2 separate regions of the Mus musculus genome follow, and region 1 is linked to region 2. The links are chromatin contacts, called in public ChIA-PET maps. All regions are on one chromosome and are shown on one strand. The core of a region is the stretch at or near the end of the contact, and the rest is flanking DNA. Distances in the headings are between cores, read along the strand shown.

Evidence for each region. ChIA-PET counts read pairs in DNA pulled down with a chosen protein or histone mark.
Region 1: a contact with region 2 is called in an RNA polymerase II ChIA-PET map of effector CD8 T cells, with 6 times the contacts expected there. The contact joins two enhancer-like sites. A contact is called at or near these places in 13 of 39 promoter capture datasets (the 3T3-L1 cell line, the C10 cell line, the SN4741 cell line and 7 more), 2 of 15 datasets of contacts at CTCF or cohesin (large pre-B cells and pro-B cells), 31 of 484 Hi-C or Micro-C datasets (the AML12 cell line, the BV-2 cell line, the C10 cell line and 19 more), 18 of 115 datasets of contacts at active chromatin or transcription factors (the 230-238 cell line, the HPC-7 cell line, the SCID.adh cell line and 13 more) and 3 of 9 other capture datasets (adipose tissue, liver and macrophages).

Annotation. Positions count from the first base shown.
Region 1 is chr7:98,693,016-98,696,101 of GRCm38.p6, reverse strand. It overlaps Gm15506 (predicted gene 15506), which reads left to right. Exons shown (of 1, transcript NR_144495.1): 1 at 1-3,086. Among named protein-coding and RNA genes, the nearest start is that of Gm15506, 8.4 kb to the left of the region's middle. Within about 2 kb of position 1,836, at least 143 of the 459 cell types and tissues checked have an H3K27ac peak or open chromatin away from gene starts, as enhancers often do. A contact at or near this core is called in the CH12 cell line, DN2 thymocytes, the P5424 cell line and 2 more, where this site is marked.
Region 2 is chr7:98,467,981-98,471,193 of GRCm38.p6, reverse strand. It overlaps Gucy2d (guanylate cyclase 2d), which reads right to left. Exons shown (of 19, transcript NM_001130693.3): 15 at 6-180. Among named protein-coding and RNA genes, the nearest start is that of Gm38588, 12 kb to the left of the region's middle. Within about 2 kb of position 1,878, at least 40 of the 459 cell types and tissues checked have an H3K27ac peak or open chromatin away from gene starts, as enhancers often do. A contact at or near this core is called in the CH12 cell line, DN2 thymocytes, the P5424 cell line and 2 more, where this site is marked.

The DNA.
Region 1 (3,086 bases), core at 587-3,086, 220 kb before region 2:
TAGTTACTACCTAAGCCACTTTTATCAAGACAAATTCTTACACGTCGTGTGATTCTGACTGTACTTCTAGAGTGACAGATTAATCCAGGTGGGACCCAAGTCCCTAAAGGTGACCTTTTTTGGAGCTAGTTGTTAAGAGTCTTTATATGGAGCTAGATGGCAGGTGTTAGGTCCACAAACTCAGTGTTGTTGTCCTCTAAGCACTACCTGTACAATCATTTTAATAGTTGTCCTTTTTAAGAAAAACCACACTCTAGACACTGGAGAAGCAAGCAGTACTTAAAATGCTAGAAGAATTGACTACAGTGTTGTTATGGGAAACAAGGGTGACAAAAAGCCAGGAAAAAAAGATTTTAACATGTGCTTTGTTGATATTTTTGCTTGTTGAGATTTAGAAAGTTGAGAAATACAGAAACAGACAGAAGTTTGCCCCTGGCACTGGAGGCCTTCCTCAGCCCCATATCTGCCTCAGCTTCCTCCCTCCCAATTGTCTAACAAAGAGCCACTTACTGAATCTCTTTGGGATTGGCCTGTAGACACAGACATAGCCCTTGCCCTTGGCTACTGACTAACATTGTGGGATGAAGGAAAATGACCAACTCTGGAAGGTATACCCACTGTGGTTCTTGCCTTAGCAGACTAATCTTTCCCAGAATAAAATTATCAGTACCCAATTTTTATAATACAAAAAATAGAAAGTTGGAATTGCTACATTTAAAGTAACTGTATAAATAAGAAAATGGATGTGAGAAGGCAGAGTGCACAGTGAAATGATAATTGTTAAGCTCGTGCCATTACTAGTTCCTCTTAAGTAGTGCAGCCCCCAAGCCTTGGCCACAAGGAACTGGTTTGAAATATTACCTCCTGGAAGAAACTAGACATAGGCCTCACTTAAAGAAAGAGGTGCTGATGAGACGGCTCATCAGGTAAAGCCAAGCCTGATGACCTGAGTTCAGTCCCTGGATCCAGGGACACTCCCACGATGGAAATAAAGATCCAACTCCCACGATGTATCCTCTGACTCTATGTGTGGGCCATAGCATAAGCATGCCTCTACACACACATGGGGCTAAAAGAACCTAATAAGTAATAAAATAACCTAATAAGTAACTTCAGAATTAAAGCCCAGATTAGATGAGCAATAGGCCCGGGGAGATTGGACAACTTCTTGAGTCACACACCTGCTTGATGGCAGAGCTAGGATGATAAAGGAGCCCAAACTTAGCCAACTCAAGCCAAGCCAGGGAAGTGATTTTTGCTTTGTTCTGTTTTGTTTTTCCTATTGTGCCCTTGGTAATAATTCTCTTACTGAAATGTTTGTTACGGTACCCTGCATTGAATGTCTAATAAGAATGATCGTAGACAGTTTTTAAGGAATATGGTCATCACCCAGAACATCGTACAGATGTTTCCCACATCCCCTGGCTGTCCAGGTCCCCAGTCCTTTCACAGATGTGAATTTATGAGGACATGCTGGCATTCTGTCATCTGCCTTTTCCATAGGTCTTCCCAAGTTGTGTGTTGCATTTTTGTGGTTTTAACATTTCTCATGGACACGCCCATGAAAAATTTAAAACCTGGGTACATAAATTTTATAAAGTACCACTTATCTCTTCAGTGCTGGCTCATATTTCCATGTTAGTATTTATGACACAGTATGTGAAGTCATGAATAAGTCACATAATTTGAGCTCTTATTCCCTAAACACCAACATTGTATTTCTGCAGGTTCTAAAAATTCTTAACACTTCACTTAGAAACCCCACTATAGCTTGCCACAATGTTTCCATAGTAACAGGTTTCAAACAGAAAAACAGGAAGCCGAGAGAGGACGGGGGATGATATTATCAGAGTACATGGGGTGGTGTTGGGGCGCAGTCTGTGGAGTGAATTCTCTGCTCTAGTTAGAAGGCTCCTGAGCAGAGTGACCTGCCAGCTTACCACAGGGATTTGGGATGCTGAGTTCAATGTCTCCCTCAATCACTGTCTTGGTTTTTGAGACAGGGTCTCTCACTGATCCTGGAGGTCACTGATCGGCTCCGGGAGATTGGCTTTTGACTGTGACTGTCCTGGAGCTCATAATGTAGACCAGGCTAGCCTCAAATTCACAGAGATCTGCCTGCCTCTGCCCCTCTGAGTTCTGGAATTAAAGGTGTGTGCCACCATACCTGGCTTGCATACTATTTTAAAATTACATTTTCTCTCTCTCTCTCTCTCTCTCTCTCTCTGTCTCTCTCTTTGTGTGTGTGTGTGTGTGTGTGTACATATATTCTACAGTATGCATGTGAAGTTCAGAAGACAGTTTATGAAAGTAGGTTCTCTTCCTTCACCATATGATTCCTGGAGACCAAACACATGTTGTCAGGTCTGACAAGCACCTCTGTACCAGAGCCATCTAACTGACCCTAGACATACTATTTTTATTGTAACTATAAATATCACTTTTATAATTACACATTTATGCATAATAAACACTAAAATTACTTTTTGTTCTTTTTTAGAAAAAATACACATTTTATGACAGGAAAAGTGATCTGTCTCCAAGGAGCTGATGACTCAAGGGAAGCATGGGATACACAAATAAGTGTCTTGCACAGCAGTAAGGATGATAATGGAAATTTTACCCAGTGTGGGCGGAAGGATCAACTCTGCCTGGGAGAGCTGTTCTTTGGTAAAACGAGGTGACCTTCGCACAGGCTCATAAAGATGACTAGAGTTCTCTGGAGCTTTGTAAATGGTTAAGCACGGTATAAATGTAAGTTGGTCCTTGGCCTTCGTTATTGCTGTCGAGGCTTACCTCATATAAAGCTCTCTTTCTTGTCTCTTTCCCAGGCTCCCCAAAGCCCAGGCTCCCTGGGCCAGGAAACGGCCACAGTTAAGCGGTCACACGTCAGTGCTGTAGCAAGCGAACTGAGGCGCATCCAGAAGATGCAGACTCAGACCCAGAGGCTGTAAAATCACCTGGGAGCCGAGCCAGGAAGCCTCGGAGTGGGAAGCGCCCCTCCCCCCACCCCACCCCTCCCAGCGCCACCCTGTGGAAAGGCCTCCCTCCACCCTGATGGATGTGAGCATCTATACCTGGGGTAT
Region 2 (3,213 bases), core at 629-3,128:
CCTACCTGAATGCAGACCTGCCCTGACACGGATGGGTACATCGGGTGCATGCCTCATCCGAAAGTTGCCTGCATAGCTAAGGATGTCCAGGGCCAGGTTGGCGATCTCAGCAGCGTGCCGATTTCCATTGCGCCGAGGGAGACCAGAAGCCACCATGTAGGCATCCCCTATGGTCTCCACCTGCAAACAGCAACGTCATGCTGGGGCAGCCTGTTGCACACCCAATCCTACATGCTGCCGATCAGTAGCCCTCACCCTACCACCCCCAGATCTCACACACTCTGCAGCCTCTGCCAGATCTCCAGACCCAGGCACTGGGCACTGATGAGAGATGCGAGCTTCAGGTGGCTTCTGGCTGTAAGGCAGGTGACAGTGTGTGTGTGTGTGTGTGTGTGTGTGTGTGTGTGTGTGTGTGATGGCTCCGTGGGTAAGAGTGTATGCAGCTGAGTTTGGTGACCTGAGCTTGAGCCTAGAACCCTCATGGTGGAAGGAGAGAACTGGTTCCACAAGTAGTCCTCTGTTCTCCACATACATGCACACACATGCACACACAGAGATACATGCACGCACACACACACACACACACACACACACACACACACACACACACACAGAGAGAGAAACAGACAACAGACCAACAGAGACAGACAGACACACAGACAGTCACAGAGAGACAGACACACACAGAGATAGACACAGAGAGAGAATGAGAGAGAGAGAGAGAATGAGAGAGAGAGAAATTAAAGAGGAGGAGGTAGAAGAAGAAAAGAACGTTCTGGAAGCACCACAGCTCTGCTGCCTGCACACACTGGGGCTTCCTTTGCAGCCACAGCTCTTCCCTGTGAGCTGTATGTGGAGTTAACAGAGCCAGCTGTGACCCTGCCCACAGGGAGCCCCCTGAAGCCCCAGGACCCAATGTCTGTGTGATGCCCCCTCCACCACACCCCTCTACTGCAGAGTTGTTTGTTTCTCGAGACACCGCAATGCCCCACACACCCCAAGTCATGTACCTTGGCTCTTACCAGCCCTGCCCCCAGCCCAGCACTGCAGGGTCAGCCACACTGGCCCTCACAGAGGTGGCATGCCCAGAGCTGCCTGGAAACAAGCAGCCACTTGCAAGGGAGGCCATGGCTGCCTGAAGTGTATGTGCTTCCTTCAAAGAGGAGGCTACCACAGAGGAGAAGCAAGACGAATGGCTGCCTCCCACTGAGCATGCTTGTAGACTCTGACTGTGCTACCTACTTGCTGTGCAGCCTCCATGAGGGACTCTTGCCCTCTCTGAGCTTCATGTGTATGGAGGGCTAAATCATCCCACCAAGGGCACACATAGTGCCAAAGATGGCATGCTGTGAAGACCTCGAGGCCAAGCTCTCCGTCAGGGTGAGGCCTGAGAATGAGGAAGAGCTGAGGTCAGTCGCTGCTAGCCTTCTGTCGGTGACTGCCCTGTCTCTTCTAATCTGCAGAGCAGAGCTGAGCCACTGGTATTTCAACCCCGTGCTTCACTAAGGGGAACTTTGGGCTCAGAGGGTGGACAAGCTTTGGGGTTGTTTGATGGCTTAGATGGCTAAGGCCTCACATCTCACACAGCAGGTTGAGCTGGGAAACCACACCTCTCCTTGTCCCCTTTCTCCTGTCCCAAGCCTTGTCCCAGCACTCAAATTCTTTGCTATGTACAGAGAAGTGCTCACCCAGCAATGCTGATGCTGGGGTGGTCCTTCCACCCAACCCCATTACCAACCCCCATCCTTATCCTCCATTCTCTCCCTCACCCCTACCCATACTGCCACCCTTGCAGGAAGTGGTTATATGGTTGCTTCTCAGCCCAGAAAAGATTCAAAGTGGTAACTAGATCCTGCTGTTGATGGGCGGGGGGACCAAGGCAGATGGGGGGAGTGATGAGAGATGCACTACACATCACAGAGGCTGGGCCTGCTGTTCCCCACATCTGGAGGGGTGTGCGGGCCTTGTTTGATTTCATTTCCCTCTGCTGGGAAGATGCAGGCCTCTTGGCTGGAGTTCAGAGCAGAGCTGAGCCGTGATTCAGAGCTGTGAGGGCCACATGTGTGAGAAAAGATTGGCAGAGGTAGGAGAGACAGGCCAGGGGTAACTTGGGGCAGATCAAAGCATGGAGGCGCAGGGAGACCTGTGGGACACACAGGAGGCCGGGGTGTGCCCATTGGCCTTCCAGACATCTTAGGAGCCATGGAGTCCCCAGGGGGAGCAGAAGAGAGGCTGGGGTCTCAAGTGGCAGTGGCAAAGGTGGTCACCACCATACTGTCTGCAGGAGAGAGTGCTTGTGGTAGCCTGTGAACACTTGGGGTTCCTCGTGGCTCTGCTGTTGTCTGTGTAGACCCAGGCAGGCTTCCTTCCTCTCTGGGCCTCTGGACTGAATCAACAAATTCTGCCAAGGGGAGTTTTACAAGTGCCAATGAGAGCAGCTACCTATGCAAGGGAGTGAATGGGAGACTGGAAAGATGGCTAGCAGGGAGCAGGGAGAGAGGAAAAAGGTGGGTGAATCAGGAAGAGGAAGGGTTATATGAGAAGGTCTGGTGGTGTGAGCCTCGAACACTCAGAAAAATGTGGTGGTCCACAGAGGTGGAACAGCCACAAATGCACTCAGAGAAGAGCTGGGTCAACTCCAGAGGGCTTGTGGGCCACTGTGACATTATCCCAAGAGAATCTATGTCGCAAAGAGGGTAAACTTCCTACAAGGGGCTGAGGACTCAACAGCAAGTTCAGCCCTCAGGTTCACCCGAGTCACTTCACCCCACCATCTCATCTGTAAGTGAGGGGTGCTAGCCCTTTCCTCCTAAGTCCTCATGCACACAAAGCCCTTAACCTGGCATCTTGTATACAGTAGGTGCTCAGTAAGTGCTGGGGCACTACAAACAGTGTAAGCAGCTTGCCTGCTCCATCTCCTGACTCTTTCCGGAAGAAATCAACTTAAATGTCACACTCCATCCCTCCTTGGATTCACATCCCCTGCAATGTGGCTACAACGCCCATCCACAGCTGGTACTGCGTCTTCCACCTCTTCAAGTTGTCTCCCTCAGCCAACAGAATTTGTCAGGAAAAGCAGTGTGCCAACCCCAGGCGAGAGCTCAAGGGCTAACATGCCTCTGCCCTCTCTCAGAACCCAGCTATACATGTGAACCATCTCAGAGAGACTCTGGGCCAGAGCCCAGTCCCTCCAGTCAAGGTTCCAGAGATGCA